6 separate regions of the Mus musculus genome follow, and all the other regions are linked to region 2. A link is a contact called in public promoter capture Hi-C and targeted proximity ligation data. All regions are on one chromosome and are shown on one strand. The core of a region is the stretch at or near the end of the contact, and the rest is flanking DNA. Distances in the headings are between cores, read along the strand shown.

The links. Promoter capture Hi-C pulls out the DNA fragments that hold promoters and counts their contacts.
Region 1: a contact with region 2 is called in a promoter capture Hi-C map of hippocampal neurons, with 7 times the contacts expected there. A contact is called at or near these places in 24 of 39 promoter capture datasets (the 3T3-L1 cell line, 3T3-L1-derived adipocytes, the C10 cell line and 15 more), 1 of 484 Hi-C or Micro-C datasets (embryonic stem cells), 10 of 130 datasets of targeted methods (craniofacial prominence, embryonic forebrain, embryonic stem cells and 4 more) and 3 of 9 other capture datasets (adipose tissue, embryonic stem cells and liver).
Region 3: a contact with region 2 is called in a promoter capture Hi-C map of stem cell-derived epiblast-like cells, with 3 times the contacts expected there. A contact is called at or near these places in 2 of 39 promoter capture datasets (liver and stem cell-derived epiblast-like cells), 4 of 484 Hi-C or Micro-C datasets (CD4 T cells, the G1E-ER4 cell line, embryonic stem cells and 1 more) and 3 of 130 datasets of targeted methods (the SCID.adh cell line, memory CD8 T cells and pancreatic cancer cells).
Region 4: a targeted proximity ligation map of forebrain shows a contact between it and region 2, with 3 times the contacts expected there. A contact is called at or near these places in 1 of 484 Hi-C or Micro-C datasets (bone marrow-derived macrophages), 12 of 130 datasets of targeted methods (the 230-238 cell line, the NIH/3T3 cell line, T-cell acute lymphoblastic leukemia and 8 more) and 2 of 9 other capture datasets (embryonic stem cells and pancreatic islet).
Region 5: a contact with region 2 is called in a promoter capture Hi-C map of 3T3-L1-derived adipocytes, with 6 times the contacts expected there. A contact is called at or near these places in 13 of 39 promoter capture datasets (the 3T3-L1 cell line, 3T3-L1-derived adipocytes, the C10 cell line and 9 more), 2 of 484 Hi-C or Micro-C datasets (embryonic stem cells and nephron progenitors), 19 of 130 datasets of targeted methods (the 230-238 cell line, the NIH/3T3 cell line, T-cell acute lymphoblastic leukemia and 13 more) and 3 of 9 other capture datasets (embryonic stem cells, liver and pancreatic islet).
Region 6: a targeted proximity ligation map of pancreatic cancer cells shows a contact between it and region 2.

The regions. Positions count from the first base shown.
Region 1 is chr19:6,541,779-6,544,478 of GRCm38.p6, forward strand. Slc22a12 (solute carrier family 22 (organic anion/cation transporter), member 12) reads right to left here and starts at 1,292. Exons shown (of 10, transcript NM_009203.3): 1 at 573-1,292. The coding sequence starts at 974.
Region 2 is chr19:6,839,377-6,842,076 of GRCm38.p6, forward strand. Rps6ka4 (ribosomal protein S6 kinase, polypeptide 4) reads right to left here and starts at 1,251. Exons shown (of 18, transcript NM_019924.2): 1 at 1,117-1,251; 2 at 958-1,029; 3 at 84-302. The coding sequence starts at 1,171.
Region 3 is chr19:7,204,902-7,207,601 of GRCm38.p6, forward strand. It overlaps Otub1 (OTU domain, ubiquitin aldehyde binding 1), which reads right to left and starts at 1,383. Exons shown (of 7, transcript NM_134150.2): 1 at 1,301-1,383. The coding sequence starts at 1,358.
Region 4 is chr19:6,444,814-6,447,513 of GRCm38.p6, forward strand. The region is part of intron 3 of Nrxn2 (neurexin II); the gene reads left to right. Among named protein-coding and RNA genes, the nearest start is that of Gm14965, 27 kb to the left of the region's middle.
Region 5 is chr19:6,463,970-6,466,669 of GRCm38.p6, forward strand. The region is part of intron 7 of Nrxn2 (neurexin II); the gene reads left to right. Among named protein-coding and RNA genes, the nearest start is that of Gm52381, 32 kb to the right of the region's middle.
Region 6 is chr19:7,267,017-7,269,716 of GRCm38.p6, forward strand. Rcor2 (REST corepressor 2) reads left to right here and starts at 1,263. Exons shown (of 12, transcript NM_001320554.1): 1 at 1,263-2,072. The coding sequence starts at 1,946.

The DNA.
Region 1 (2,700 bases), core at 42-2,541, 300 kb before region 2:
CACTGGCTAGGCTGGCTAGCCAGCTAGAGCTGAGCCCCAGGGGCTCCCTTGTTTCTGCCTCTCCAGAGCTGGCATTACAGTCCCACCACCACTGAGCCTGGCTTTTCCCCCCAAATGCTGGAGAGCTGAACTCAAGTCTTCATGCTTCAACAACAGACAGTTTGCGGATTTATCTCCCCAGCCTGCCAACATCTCTTATAAGAGGCCAATGTTTGTTCAGGTCCTCTGTGCTCAGCCCAGAGACAGACGACAGGATCCTGTGTCTAGGTGGCCTGGAGTCATGGCAGAGGTTCAACTATGGGTAAAGCCATCGGGTGATGTAGAAACAGGAATGGTACCCCAGGCCAGGCTGTGTGGACATACCTCACTGTGTGGCCCAGGTTGGCCTCAGACTCAGGAATCCTCCTGTCTCTTTAGAGATGGGGTCATAGGCATGAACCACTAACTATGACCTTGCAGATGACTCCCGCTGCCCAGTCCCCTGCAAGCCTACATGGCTGCTCCCAAGTGAGGAGGCTTGGGGAGGTGCATCCTTTCTGTGACTGTGACTTTGACCTCCCAGGTGCTGTTACCGTGGTCACGATTGTGGACCTGAAGGTGCTGTGGTCGTAAACCCAGCCATCCTCGCATGGCTCAGTGGCAGCGTCACTCCAGTTGGTGGCCGTGGCGTTGGACTCTGTAAGCTGCCATTGAGGTTGTCGGAAGCGGAGGCACTGGTGGGGTTGCTGGTCAGGACCAGGTGGGATGGAGACGGCCAGAAGAACATCGGGTCCAAGGTCCCCAGGGATACTCGCCTGGGAGGTGCTATTGTCCAGGAGAGGCACCCAACAGCGGTGGTGGGGAACTGCGGCTGAGAAGTTCTCCAGCATGTTCTGGGTGGTGACCCACAAAATGGGGGTCACCAGAGCCACCGTCTGGAAGAGCTGGAACCTGCCCAGCCCCCCCACTCGGTCCAGGAGTTCAGGAAAGGCCATGGGTTTCTCCTGGGTACCACCACGCAGCTTCCACTTCACAGAGGCTGGCCCAGGACCATGGGGTCTTTGTGATGAGCCTGCTTTCCCCTTGGCTCTGACCACACCAGTCTCTTCATATGCATGTCACACAGCCATGTTGCTGAGTCACAGCCAGTCAAGGCTCTTGTGTATCTGCCTGCTGGCTGTCACCATGAGACCTGGAACCCTCTGTGGTAATCTGGAGGCCATGGGAACCTCTCAGCGACACAGCAGAGTCTGGCTCTCAGGAAAAACCAAATTTGAGAAGCAAGGAGGGTGGAGAGAGAAGTCACTCTGGGTAGAATTAAAGTGTGACTAGGAGCCATTTAATAGAAGAGGGTTTAGTAATCATTTCTTCAAAGTTTAACCAGGACAACACCACTGCAGATGAAAGCGGCAGTTTCTCCCACCACCCCGCCCCCATCTTCATGGCCCTGGTTTCTGTTAGGATGCGGCAAGATCTGGACACGGGCTCTGCCACTAAGTGTGTTGGGGCCGCCATCCTTCGGTGCTCCTGCCTGCCTTCCAGGAGACATCATGACTGTACTGTGAGCTAACCCAGGAGAGAGAGGGTGAGCCCTGGTCCTCCCAACCTCAGAGCTGGCCTGATCCTAGCTTGAGTGATGGCGTCCTCTGCTTGAGGATGGTGTGTCACTCAGTCTCTAGGCCTCATTAGCCTTTTGAAGCTGCCACTGTTCCTGCACTCCCTTATTGATTCCCTGTACTGAGCCTCATTAAGCCCTTTTGACATTAGCATATGCCCCTGTACTCTTCAAGACAAATATCCTAAAGTATTGAGACCTCTGTCTCTTTCCCAGGTCTCCTTGTCTTAGGACCCACTTCTTTAGCCTGTAATTACATGGCCCTCTGCCTGGAACGGAGTCACAGTTCACAGGCTGGCAACTCAGCCTCTAGTGTCTCTAAGCCGACTAATTCTGAGGACTTCCCCCTTTGCCTCTGCTCTGCTCTGTCGCCTCCCTGACCTGTCTCCTTCTGCCGCCCCTTTCACCTACTGCCACACTGCAAAGCCTTACACTAAATCCTGCCTTCAACGCCAGGGCCCTGGCCCTCTAGAAGAAGAGCAAATGCTTGACCAGGAGGCGTCTCTCCAGCAGTTCGACTTCCATTTGTAAGATTCCTGGCTCCTGGGAGGGGGAAAGCCTGACAAAGGGGAAAGTGTCCCCAGGAAGCCATGGGAGTGACTGGACAGAACCGATAATGAGGGCTGTGTAGAGGCGGGAGGAGTCTGTGGGCACCAGAGGTACTGACTGGTTTGGGTTCAAGGTAGTTTTGAGAGTAGAAGAGGAAACGCTGTGATCAGGTGGCAGATGATGGGATAGAGATGTCCGTACGATTCCTGACACAGACGTTCTTTTAAAATAAAAGTATTTGGTGTGTGTGTGTGTGTGTGTGTGTGTGTGGCTTGTGTATTTGAGTACAAGTGCCCACAGAGGCCAGAAGAGGGGCATCTGACTCCCTGGAGCTGGAGCTGGCGTTACAGGCAGCTGTGAGCTATAGGATGTGGGTGCTGGAAGCTGAACACTTGTCCTCTGGAAGGGCTGCAGGACATGATCAGCTTCTGAGCCATGTCTCCAGTCCAGAACCTTTTTTCTTAATTGTGTAAAGTCCCAGGTTGCTACTGATGGGTGGGTGGCTGTCCTCCAAGGGGAGTCTGGGATTGCAGTCCCATTGTGTGTGTACCCCTGCA
Region 2 (2,700 bases), core at 1-2,500:
AGGAGACGTTGAAATGTTTCCCTACAAGGTAGCCTAATCTAACTCCCGTCCCTCTCCAAAGCTGAGATGTGACAGGCCCTCACCCAGGATGAGGTGCAGCTTGGCATCCGTCTGGAAGGCGTAGTGCAGTGTGACCAGGAAGGGTGCTTGGCGAACCAGCTCCAGCACCGAGCGTTCGGTGCGGGTATGCTCCTGTGTCTTCGCGCGCTGCACCAACGCCGCCTTGCGTAGCACCTTCATGGCATAGAGCTTGCCCGCGTCGTGCCCACCCGTCTTCCGCACCAGGAACACCTTCCCATAGGCTGTGGGAGCAGCAAGCAAGCGGTTGGAAGGTGGGCTGTAAGTGCGAGGGCGGTGCAGACTGGTGGGAAGGGGGGTGCAAAAGGCTGACAGAGCCTTCTAAGGAGAAGGTGAGCCCTCCCTGGAGGGTGCTCGGTTAAGCCTGAAAAGCAATTTGCAGTGCAAACTAGCCTGGGGAGCTTGCAACTCCAGAAGGCCTGCGGGGCGGGGAAGGGGCGGGGCACGTGCAAACCTGGGATGATCAAGAGAGCTGAGAAAAGATGAAAACGCTGGCACCGGAGGCAGAGGCGCGCTCCCAGTCAGCGGAGGGATGTGCAAACCCGGACTGGGGAATTTGCAAAATACAAGAGTGGGGCTCGCAAGGGAAGATGGGGAGAGAAGCTGTGCAAAGCTCTTGGGAGGGAGTCAAAACCCCAAAGAGGCTAGGAAATCGCGGCAGGGGGCACGCACGCATAGGACTTTGCAGAGAAGAGTCCTGTCAACGTGGACGCCCGGCAAGTAGGCTCGGAACCCTGGTACGGTAGGGCGGGGCGGGCAAGGGGAGCTATGCCGGGAAAGGGTGGGGGGACCTCCCCAGCAACCAGGCCCAGGCCCAGGTCCAGGCGAGTGGGCGGGCAGAAGGCCCAAAGCACCATGCCAGTGAAAGCGGTTTCTCACCTCCCGTGCCCAGCACCTTGAGCAGCGCGAAGTTCTCCACGCTCACCTTCTCCTCATGCCCGGTGAGGTTGGCTGCGGACACAGGGGGGCGAGTGAGCCCAGAGGGTCGCTGACTCTTGCCACCCGTCCGGGAGAGCCGCCTCGGGATCCGGCACCCACCTTCGGTGATCTGCAGCTCCACGGCGCAGCCCTCGTCCTCATCCTCGTCTCCCATGGCGGGCGGGTCGCTGGGGCCCGCGCGGCTGGGGCTACGGGCGGCGCCGGTTACATGGCGGCTCCGGCCGGGGCGGGTGCTTCCTGGTGCCGCCTCTGGGGCCGAGCGGGCGCCGGCACCGCCTCCCGGCTCCCAGCCCGCCCCGTGCGGCCTGAGTCAGGCGGCTGGAACGTGACGGAGCGGGGCTGCGGGTGGGAAGCATCAGACGGTGGCAGGGTCTCCTGGCCCCGGGACCAGTGAGAGCCGTGCAGGGCCTTTGGGTGACATGTGGCTGCAGCTGGAGTAAGCCTCCTAGCCAGGTGTCTGTCCAGCAGGATATGGAGGACACTAGAGGTCTGTGTCCCAGGATTTGAGGAGGGCTGCCCACCCAGGCTGATGGAGCCCTCCCTCCCACGTGGCAGCCTTGCCTCTTCTGCTCCTCTTAGCCAACAGACACAAATCACAGCCCACTTCCTTCTTTAGGACCACTCGTTACACTCGTTAAGCTCAGCAAATACACTGGAGATCTTTATATTCCCTGGACACAGGAGCCCTAGGCTCTTGATGCTGGGCCGGCAATGGGCATCCTGAGAGTACACTTCAGAAACAGGAAGCCACTTTACATGGGTAAAGTTGCTTTTGCCCCAAAGGAGACCAACTGAGTTGGATGCCTAGTTCCCTCCCACATGGTAAAAAGAAAGAACCGACTTCCACAAGCTGCCCTTAGATCTAAGTGCCTGCACCTACATACAATGCAAACATATGGCATAATATAAAATAAATGTAATTTCAAAAAGAATTAAAGAGGGAGCCTGCAGGGCTGATTGCACAAGGACCCCACTCCACCTTTCCCAGGGAGCCCCACCCTCCCTGGGGCAGCCTCGGGTGCCCTGACTCACATCCTGCCACCCAGCCTAATTGTCCCTGTATTCGTTTGCTTCTTTGTTGCTGTGATAAAACGTTCTGACTTAAAGCAGCTTGGGGAAGGGGCAGTTATTTGGTTTGCAGGCTACAGTCCATAACTGAGGGAAGTCAAGGCAGAAACTCAAGGCTGGAACCTGGAGATCAGAACTGAAGCAGAGACCATGGAGGAGCACTGCTTATGATGAGGAGCACTGCTTATGAGGAGCACTGCTTACTGACTTTCATCCCTTGACTTTTTCAGCTAGCTTTATTACATAACCCAAGCCCATCTAGCTAGGGATGTATCACCCACAGTGACTTAGGCCTTCCTATAATCAATTTGCAATCAAGAAAATGCCTCCACAAATATGCCCATGGGCTAATCTGCTGGAAGCAGTCTCTCAGCTGTGAGGTTCCCTCTACCTAGGTGTCTAGTTTGACAAAAGAACTATGACATTTCACCCCGTCAGCTCGTCTGTGTTAAAGCATAGCCTTTCCTTTCTTATTTGTCCTTAAGGTCTCATGCTAGCATCCCAATATTTTAAGAAGGTAGCATACACCTTTAATCCCAGCACTCAGAAGGCAGAGGTAAGTGGACCTCTGAGTTCGAGGCCAGCCTGGTCTACAGAGTGAGTTCCAGGAGAACC
Region 3 (2,700 bases), core at 133-2,632, 370 kb after region 2:
AATATAAATAAATAAGTAAAATGACAAGTAAAGATCACCCCCAAAGCTCTCTTGCAGCCCCGATATTCCTTCCTCCCTGCCTTCTAAAAGCACTGTGTAGCATCTAGGGAATGCTCTGGGGAAGGGAGCTCTGGGAGAAAGCAGGATGAAGGGGTGGAGCCCTAGGAAGAATGAGTGCATCCTGTAAGCATGCACTTTACTGAGACACGCCCTTTGTCCTTCTGTGGTCCCCTGTATTGTTCATTTTCCAAATTAAAAAACAAAAAACAAAAACCAGAGGTAACTCCATCTTGTCCAAGGTCAAGTCCACATTTGTAAAATTCCAGTCTGAGCTCTTGGACATGTCACTTGCCAAAGTCCTCTCCCCTCACCTCTAGAATGGATTAATGCCATCACCTTGCTCCCATCATCAAAATATGCTGGGATCCTGCCAGCAGCAACTACTACCTAAGCACTCTCTAGAGTCATCCACGGATTCGGGACGTTCGTTCTGAGGACTCTAAGCAGCTATTGTAGGAGTTTCTAGTCTTGGATCCTTCTTAGATGTGATGGAGAACAATTTCTTTCTGCGTATCTGGGTTTCCTAGTCCTCAACCTCTAGAATATAGTGTGGAGTTAGAGTAGGGTGTGCGAGTATGACTGGCTTTTTAAAGCCAATCCTTTGGGGCCTGGTTATCCTAGGTTCTCAGCTGAGCTTCCCACCATGTCCTACAACAGGACTGTCCCTCCCACTCAACAGACTTACTCAACCCCTAGAGCTCAAGTTCTCGGGAGACAGGGAGAAGGTGTGACTGGTTTCTGTCTTTTTTTAAAGACCAAGAATCTAGGAAAACAATGCCTGGATCCGCTCAAAGGTGCTGTAAGGCCAGCACAAGCTCTAAGGCAAAGAGCCGCCAATGGCATCCCGAACGGCCCAGCAGGGACTTCGTCCTTGGAAGCCCGGCGTTCCTCAACGCCTTTCAGCAGCTCGGCCCCGGCCTAGGCCTCGGCTTGACTGCTAGGTCTCCGGCGGGCTGACTGTGGGAGCCGGCCGAGGCCACGGGACCGGCGGAGGCGGGGCGGCCCAGGCCCCGCCCCAGGCGTGCGCGAGAGGCCGAGCCCCGGCCCCGGCCGCCCCGCCCGGCCGGGGGTCGCCGCGGCCCTGCTTCCATTGTGAGGGGGAGGGGAGGAGACGCGGGGAAGGGCTCGGTCGCACGCTGCGCCTACTCCCCAGGGCCCTGACTCCCCGAGTTCCTCGGGAACGGCGGGCCGTGGATTGCCCCCGCTAGCCCGGGAAGGACATCCTTCCCTCCGTTCGTACCTTCGGAGTCGCTACCCAGTGGCTCCTGCTTCTGCTGCTGAGGTTCCTCCGCCGCCATCTTTAAACAGCGCCGCACTGGCGATCGCTTCCGGGTTATTAATTGCCCTCCTCCCGGAAGGGAGCCCCTCCTTGTGGCCCCTCCTTCGCAACGCCCCTAGCAACAGGCTCCCTTTGGCAGTCGTCAGGGCCTGGGCTGCTCCTGCTGCCCTGGAGAGCTTGGGGGGACGCCACGCGCGCTTCCACATTCCACTTTCCCAAAGGTCCTGCGGGGCTAAGGACCTCCTCGAGTCATTTCTGTTTTCTGTATACTGAAGTTTGAAACGCAGGTTGTGTAACTAAGATAAGGAACAAGATGGAATTAAAGTCACTAGAAGGTTAATCCCAGCTGCGCGTACTTTCAAGGTACAGGACGGTAGCTGCAGTGCGGAGCGCAGAGCCACCTCGAGACAGGAAGTGGTGACAACCTCCTGACGCCCTTCGGAGCCTTCGCGGCCTCTCGCCTCTCACCACTGAGCCTGTTCTCTAAAGCTGTAAAGACCTGTTTCCAGCACGGGGAGCATCTTCCCTTGATACCAAAACCAAAACCCTCGACCTAACTTTAGGCTATATGTCCTCGTATTTGAGAAAGCAGAGCCACTTAAAAGCAAGAATTTGAGTCCATAATCCGAACATGTGAAAGGTGGAGAAAGAATGGAGGATCCGGCGTTCAAGGTAATCGTGGAGTTTCAGGCAAGGCTTGGCTACAAGAGACCCTGTCTCAAACAGACCAGACCAAACCAAACAAAACCTGAGCCAAAAAGTGGCCATCTTTGCTAATTTTTGCCGAAGCTACCCATTTTCTTTGAGTTATGTCTCCATTCTGAGAAATGGACATTCCCATTTGCAGGCCCTGTGTACCCTGAAAAGCAAACACCAGAGCGTTTGCAGGAAAAGGCATTTACTTCTTGGTAGCCTGGCTATAGCCATCACTGAGCCACACAGATTCCTTTTACCCTCCAGAATATCAGTTCTCTGTCCTTACTAGTCCCAACTCCAGCTCCTGTATGGTCGGTCTACCAGTCCAGGTAACTGGAGGCCAGGGTGGAAAGCACTCTTAAAGATTTAGAAAAATCAGGCCGGGCTGTGGTGACCCATGTCTTTAATCCCAGCACTTGGGAGGCAGAGGCAGGAGGATTTCTGAGTTCGAGGCCAGCCTGGTCTACAGAGTGAGCTCCAGGACAGCCAGGGCTACACAGAGAAACCCTGTCTTGAAAAACCAAAAAAATTTTAGAAAAATCAAGTACAGACTAGGCATGGTAATTCCAGCACTAGGGAGGCATGTGGATCTCTGAGTAGAGGTCAGCCTGGTCTACACAGTGAGTTTCAGACTCACAGACTACATAGAGAAACCCTGTATCAAA
Region 4 (2,700 bases), core at 153-2,652, 390 kb before region 2:
TTTCTTCTCTTCGGGTCTCCTCGGGTGACCTAGTGTCTGTGTCTGCATCTGTGTTTGTGTGTGCACATCTTCTCTTGGCTTGGCTGTCTGTGTGGGCGTGCTGGGCACCAGCTTATTATTTTGTCCATGGAGTGGCGTGTGTCCATGTGTCTCTGGAGGAACCACCAGAGCTTTGTGTGTTTGCATCTCTGTGTGTCACTGTTTACCCAGTATGCATGTGAGAGAGAAGGAGAGAGAAGGAGAGAGCCTGCACATCTGGGTGGACACAGCCTTCTGAGGGCTGGAGATAAGATTTAGTGACTTTAACTTGCTCTAGATGTCTCCTCTGGAATAAAGGGAGAGATGGATGGAGGGAGAGAGTAAAGACAAGGGAGAGGAGAGGCTTGGGAGGAGGAGGGGGCACAGAGACAGGGAGAGGAGCAAGTGGTGGGATTAAAAAGAGCTGGGGGGAGAGAGGGGGGAGAGAGGGAGAGGGAGGGAGGGAGAGGGAGAGAGAGGGGGAGGAGAGGAGAGAAAGGAGAGAAAGGAGAGAAAGGAGAGGAGCTTAGCAGGGAAGGCCTGGCTGAGAGGGAAGGGCAGAGGCTGCAGAGAAGGAACTTGGAGCAGGGAGAGGAGAGAAAGGCATGAGAAGATCAAGGGAAGGTCAGCTTTGGAGACCAGGGAATGAGCTCTGTGTGAGGTGTCCTGGTAACCTGCTGGTATGGATGTGGGCCTGAATATCAGCAATAGTGCAGGGTGTATATGGTGTGTGTGTGTACACAGGTAGGAATGTGGTCCTTCTGTGTGTCCTTGTGCATGTCTGTCTGTGTCTCTTAATTTTGCCATCTTTTTCTTTCCATGGCTGTTGTCCTGGGATCTGGGTGCAAGTCAGGGGTGAGACTGCAAGTGAGGACACAGGCTCAGCTGGACCTCCCTGAGGTCCCTCTTCAGATCTCTTGGAGGTTCTCTGTGCCTCCCCTTCTCTGTCCCTTCATGCTGGGATGCTAGGCCTAAGGGTTGGCTTCCTCTAGGAACCCAGGTATCCTGCCATGCAGTGCCCTGAGCGCCTCCATTCTTTCCTTAATCTCTTCCGAGCAAGGAGAGGAGACCCAGATTAGCCAAACAGAATACCCAAGGGAGGGCCTTTGGCATTGACGTTCGTCACTGCCAGCCTGTAGGAGGAGTGGAAGGAGGGGCAGGATGCCACAGGTAGTCATGGGGGAGAGAGCACCCCAGGGGTACTGGGGCCAGGGTACAAAGAGCAAGCTATAATTGGGATGGGAGAGGAGACAGGTTGTAGGGAGGGATGCCTCTGTCATCCGGTCATCTGAGGATGAGCCAGGAGTAGACAGGAAGGGAACGGGTCTCCCCTCACCAAGATGGCTGGTGCTGTCACGCCTGAGGGAGCTGAGCAGCTGGTTGCCTTGGTGACAGAGGGAGAGTGCCGCATGCTAATGAGGCTGGCAGAGAGCTGGGCAGCGGAAGGGTCTTGAGGGTAGCTGTGTGGCTTCCTCCAGCAGGAGTCAGGCCTAAGGGGCTGTAGGTGCTGGTGGGGGCAGAGGACAAAAAACTGAATCCATGGGCCCTCGAACACTGGACTGAGGGCAACAGAAGCCTGGATTTCTAAGAGTAAGGCCTCAGGGCAAGGCTGCTGCTGACAGGCAGAGTGGGAGGAGGGTTTGGGGCCTGAGGTTTAGAAGTGGGGTGCTGGAATTTTGTAGTCTAAGCGTGAGTGGCAGGGTAGGAACTATTTGAAGCAAGGAGTATAAAGACAGCCAAAAAGCTGGAGACCCTCCCAGTGCTTTGAATAAATCCTGTGTCCTGAGAACTGTGTTGTCCTGATGCTGCCCCAGTTACTGTGGCCTCCTCCCTCAAGCTAGCCTCCGACCTAGAGGTGAGATAAAGGAAGAAGACACCAATGGAGATGGAGAGGAAGCTGCCGGGAGCCACATGGCTCTGTTTTCCCCAGGGCCCAAGCCCTTCCCAGCCTCCTCGGCTCCTGGGCACTGGCTACCCTGGTCCTCTCTGTGCCCCAGAGATACTTGCAGCTCTTTGATCTCCACACTGGCTTCAGTTTCCGGCTCAAGGTCTAGCATCTCATGCCACAGGAGCTGGGATGATTTACTGACAGCAGACTGTTCCTCCCCAGCCCTCTTTGCCAGACTCCACAGCAGGGAGGTAGGGCTGGGGTTGGGCAGGGAGCAGGGGTTGGGTAGGGCTAGTTGGTCATCTCAGGGATCCAGGAGAATCAGTTCTGTCGCTGGTCTGGTGCTGTCAGTCTCTCTGGGGCCTGGAGGCCTGGTGTGGCTCATTCTGGAATGACTCAGGTTGAAGAAGGTTAGGGTTGCCAGGGCTTGCTCACTGGGCTAAATTGTCCTCAGCAAGGGCCTGGCCAGGGAAAGGGGACCCGTAGCGTCATTTAGGCAGGAAGGGTTTGGATCTTTCAGAGTGCTTGGCCTCTTGCCCAGGGGTCTTGGCTGTCCGAAGGCACAGTTTCTAGATTCCCAGATTCTGAAAGAATCACAGCATCTTTTGATCCAGGGTTTCCATAGGTGCAGATGCCTTCTTCCAGCTTCCCTAGTTCTCAGAAACAAGCAGGTTTTCTTTTGGAACCTGCTCTCTCCATGCGTGGCTGGAATGGGCAGCTGGAAGAGTTAGGGCTGTAGAGGAGGCTTTTCTAAGTCCCAGTCTGGAGGTTTCCTTTAAGGCCCAGGTTTCTAT
Region 5 (2,700 bases), core at 77-2,576, 380 kb before region 2:
CAACTGCTCTTCTTTTCTTTTTTCTTTTTCTTTTCTTTCCTTTTGTTCCAGGCAATCTTTAAATTTTACTTCTTCCTTTTTAGTTTCCCTCCTTACTTTTCTTTCCTTGTTTCTTTCTTTCTTTCCTTTTTTTAAAAATCCAAACTCAAATCCAAAAGAGAAATGGAAACCCAGGCCCCGCCCTGAGCTCCTGCGTCCTGGCAGTTCCTGGCCTGAGACCTGGGGCAGGCAGGCCCCACGCGCATGAGCTCCGGCTAGATCAGCCCTGTGCTGGACCAGCCCCATGCTGGACTATTTTCTGTTACTTTTTTCTGTTCTCTTCCCAGCTCCTTAGTTTTTTTGTTTTTGTTTTTGTTTTTGTTTTGTTTTTGTTTTTGTTTTTCTCTTTGATTTGGTTTCTTTCTTGGTCTCCTGAAAATCCATGGAAAACACCATCCCATGACACGCAATGCTACGCTCTGTCAGCTCCAGACAGGGGCCCCTCGAGTTGGGAAGAGGGCTGGGGCTGCCATCTCCAGTGACGGCCAGCTGGGCATGTTCCTCAAAGGGGTAGGAGGATGGCCTTGAGACCTCCTTCAATTTTCCAGTTCACACCAGTTTTGGGGCTGTCCTGTGCTGGCTGTCGCCCCCTACCTCCCAACCTCGAGGGTTCCCAGATCTGTCTCCCTCACATTCTGCACGGCATGAGTGGTCTTTTCCCCCCACCAGGGATAGCGTCCAGTCCCCCCACCGCTCTGCTGCTCTGACTAACACTGTGTTCCACACTGTCTTCCTCCCCCTTCAGCCCCATCCCTGTCTGTCCCCTGCTTCTCCTGCATGGCCTCTGACAGGGCTTGGCTTCCTTCCCTGTTGAAGGCCTGAGAAGAGGAGGCTCAGCAGGGATAGTGGGGCAGTCCTTGCCAAGCTCTTGTGTTTGGGTTGGGCTCGCTCCTGGTGAATGCTGTTGTGGGTGTCAGTGTAAAGGCAGCTGGTGTGTGTTGGTGTGTGGGTGTGACTGTGTGTAAATGTTGGTGTGATATTTAGGGGTGTTAGTGGGAAGCCATGCTGTGTTTTTGGGAGACTGCTGATTCTCTGCATGTTTAAGTGCTGGTGGGAATGGGGGCCGCAAGCTTGGATGGGTTCTGGGACCTGGTAAGGAGTCTGCATGGAGGCGGGCCGCTGGGGCTGGCTCTTCAGTGCAGGTGCAATGCCTGACAGGCAGCAAGACAGGGAGAGGGTTGGAAGGGCCTCCTCCTCCTCCTCTTCCTGCCTGCCTCAGAGTGTGTGCCCTCAGGCCCTGCAGTGTGAGATCCCTTGGGATTCCCTCATGCCTGCCCAATTCCGGCTCCACAGCAGCCGGTTAGTCATTGCCTATTAATAATGCAAAGTGATTGAACACCAGGCTGGGGACCCTGCAGATGGACGTGTCTGCTCTCATGGGGAGGGAGGGACTTGGGGCAGCTGCCTGGCTTGCCCAGCCTGCCAGGTCTGCCTGGCTGGAAGGCTAGGGAGCAGGGAGGTATCAAAGCTGGGCTGTCTAGCCTGAGAGCCCTTTATGCCCCTTACCAGGCTTCACCTCTGAAGCCGTGTCAATCAAGACTTTGCCGACACATTTGCATGTGTGTATGTTCCTTCACCCACAGAGGTTAGTATCCATGGCCAACCTAATACCTTGTGCAGGCTCTCTAGCTTCCCATGGTCCCGATGGCTCTTGCCCTGAGATCTGTGCTAGCGTTTCACAGGGGCTCTTCCTTAAGCCGCTGCTTGTGTGAGTTAGTTGCTACACACTGCACTGTTCTTGAGAACCTGCCAATATGAACTTTCTTTACTAGCTGACAAGATGGCTCACCTGGCTAAGATGCTTGCCACCAAGTCTGATGACCTGAGTTAGCTGATTGCTGGAACACACACACACCATACACACACACACACACATATACACATACACACACATATATAAATATGTGTGTATGTATATGTATGTATATATGTATATATATATGTCCATGTCTATATACATATACATATACATATACATATACATATACATATACATATACATATACATATACATATACATACCTACCTAGTAAAAACAAAAAGAGAACTTTCTCTTTATTGGACAGCCAACCTGTTACTCTGAGGACAGGGAGCCAAGATCAACCTAGGCGGGGCGGGGGTGGGGTGGGGCAAGTATCACTCCAGGATTAGGAGCCAAGAACCTTCATTCGAGTCTCCATGGTAAAATGCTCACCACAGGGCCCGGGCCAGAAAAGCTCAGTCCCCTGAGCTCCCGGCAGGCTGATGTGTGCCTGCCCGGCTTGTACAGCGGGTCTGCGTGAAGATCAATCAAAGCAAGTTCCGTACTCTAGAAAGGAATTATCATTTCATTAAGCTTAATAAAGTGCTGGGCAGTTCCCTCTGTCACCAGGCAGGGACCTCACGTGGAAAGTGGTCCCCTTCCTTAGCAGACCCCGAGGACTAGGCGTCTCTGGTTCCACTGAAGATCCTATTGCAATCCCTTGTTAGGAACCAGTCTTAAAATAACTTCCTGAAACCTCAGAATGCTTCAAGGATGTGTAGGAGAAGAAAGACAAAGGGCTCACCTCAGTTGGTCAGGAAGCCGGCAGCCCTGCCTGGCTTCAGGCGCTGATGAAGGATCTTCTAGTTTCTGAGCCTGCAAGGTCCACACTTCCTGCATTGTTGGCACAAGTAGGAGAA
Region 6 (2,700 bases), core at 13-2,512, 430 kb after region 2:
CCGGACAGTGCTGAAGTCGGGCGGGGTCGTGTCTGACTCTGCCAGCCGCAGGCAAAGAGCCCCCAGGAACAGGATGCCCCAGCCAGGTCGTGGCCTGACCACAGGACCCAGGCCGGTCGGCCACAGCCAGTGGGTAGGGGCAGGGATCCCCGGTTGGGGCCAGGGCTGCTTCTAAATTTAGGAATCTGATTACAGAGTGGCCAAGGAAGGGAAGGGAGAGGAGGGTGCGCGTGCAGGCTCGGCTCGATCTGGGCATAGCGGGTGTGCCCGGGTAGAGGCGTGTCCAGGAGTCCGGGCTCCCCGTGGGAGGGACAGCGGGCGGGGGCTTCGGCCTGTGTGAGCTGCAGCACGTGCCCCAGGCGGCGGGGACGGGCACAGGCGCAGCTCACAGGCTTCGAGCTGCTGCCGGTGAGTGCGCTGGCTCTTTGTGTGCCTGGCAGGGTGGCTGGGTCTGGCTTTGAAAGTCTCTGCCCACCCCCTCCCCCAACTCCGTCTGTGCCTCCCAACCCGCTTCCCTGTCTGTCACTCTGCCTGTGCCTGTCCGGGGGGAGGGGGGATGCTGCTTCCAGCTGGGGTGACAGTGAACCCAGTGAGGAGCTCGCCCCTTTCAGCCCAGAACTTGCCCTATTACCTTTCATACTCATTCCTCAATCTTTGATACTACTGTTTTGGGTGCAGACTGCAGCAGTTGAAAGACACTAGGGTGACCCCTGGGGACCCACAGACCTAGCAGAAGTCAGGTTCTAGCCCAGTGGCTCTTATAGAAATTCATCTTGCGCCTGTCCGGCCTCCCATCCGCTTTGGCCCCCAAGGGCGCATGAAGGGGGGGATCCCCCTGCGGAAGGGGGGGCAGGGAGTTCCTTGGCAGGAAGGGAAATGGAAGGAAAAGCTGGGCTCCACCCGGGCGGTCGGACAGGCGGCCTCAGGGCCCCCGGGGCAGGCCACAGTAACCAGAGCCCAGTAGTGTGTGGAACCGGTGTGCTTGTGGGTGGGGCTGACCCCGGGCTTCTCCTGGGGGGCACTGGGGTCTACCCAAAAGGGCCAAGTCTGAGAACTCAGAGACACCAAGGGTGCTCCCTGGGGGGGGTACGTGCGCCCCATTCCGGTCCTGACCCCACCCCCTGGAGGTCTAGCCCCGGCCCCAGGCCCCGCCCCCCGGGCCCTCCCTCCCACCCCAGGGCCAGATGTTCAGCTGGCGGAGGCATCGGCTGGGGGAGGGGTGCTGAGGCCGCAGCCGGCACTACTTCCCTGCCAGCAGCTTCATTGTGTGCGCGAGGAGCGAGCGGCGGCGGAGAGCGGGCGAGCGAGCGGCGGTAGCGCGAGCGCGGCGGGGCGAGCGAGCGCGCCGGGGAGGGTGCGAGGCGGCGCCCGCGGCTGCGCTCCGCCCGCCTCCCGGCAACTCTGCTCCAGCGCCGCACGCCGTGCGCGCCGTCCTGCCGCCGGGGCTCCAGCCGGCTGGCGTGGTTGCCGTGGGGTCGGGTCGGGCAGGGTTACCTCCGTTGGGGATCGGGGCATCCTCAGCGCAGCCGAGGGGCGCGGAGTCAGCTGCGGCGGCCACTGCGCGGTAGCCCTTGCTGGCCAAACAGCGTGGGCAGGCGCGCGGCGCGGCTCCGGGGCTCCCCGAGGGCAACGCGCCCCGACTCTCCCCGGGGGAGAACCAGCCCCGAGGGGCGCACGGAGCGAGCGTGCCCCCGGCCGCGCCGTCTCCCCCGTACCCCCACTTCACAAACTTTTCTGCCGTCCTCGCCCGTGGGGGTCGCAGTGAGCGTTAGGGCTGCCCTCCGGGGCCCCGACCTCCCGGACCCTAGCCACGCTGACCTCCTGCCTCTCGTAGCCTCAGTGGCGACCCCTCCAGGCCGGGCCAGGCGCAGCACTCGAGGCAAGCGCGGCAAGCTCCTGCGCTCTCCAAAGGATCCCGTGCCCCTCGGGGCTGCCGGGTAGGGTAATGCCCTCAGTAATGGAGAAGCCCAGTGCGGGCTCCGGGATCTTGTCCCGAAGTCGGGCCAAGACGGCACCCAACGGCGGACAGCCACACTCGGAGGATGACAGCAGCGAGGAGGAGCACTCTCATGGTGAGCCTGGTGGCCTAGGGTTAAAGGCGCGCTGGTCCGGGGAGGGATCATGGAAGGTGGAGGAGGGGGGGGGGAGAGTTGCGAACCACAGATGGTTTCTGCCGCTCCTGGATTGCAACCTCAGCCTTCTCGTGCCTGGTGTTGCCGGCACAGGAAATCTACAGGCTGGGCCCTTGACCACCCACCTCCCCTTTGCCCTCAGTCGTTGAGGGAGCTTAGGATGCCTCTCTTGGATGGATTGGGTCCTCATACCTTGCAGCCTTGCAGGGGACTGAGGTCTGATTGGACCAGGTACTGGGAAGATACCTCTATGCGGAGCTGTGAAGCTCATGTGGTGGGGAGGAGCCCCGAGCTCTCTGCAAGGCTGTGGTCCAGATCTAGGGGCAGCCCTCCAAGCTCCCACCCCCAGTTAGAACAAAGCACTTTGCTCTAGCCTGGGCTTTAAAAGTGTCCTCTTAACCTCCCCTTCCCCCCATGGCCATGACTAGGCAGGGTATGACTCTCCTAGTACCTTCTATCGGAGGGTAGCTGGGGGGCACTATCAAGGAAAAGTGAGTCTCCTGTATGGTGGGGGTCCCTGAGTGGTCAGGAAGGAGAACTCCAGATCAGCTACCTCCCCTCACTATAT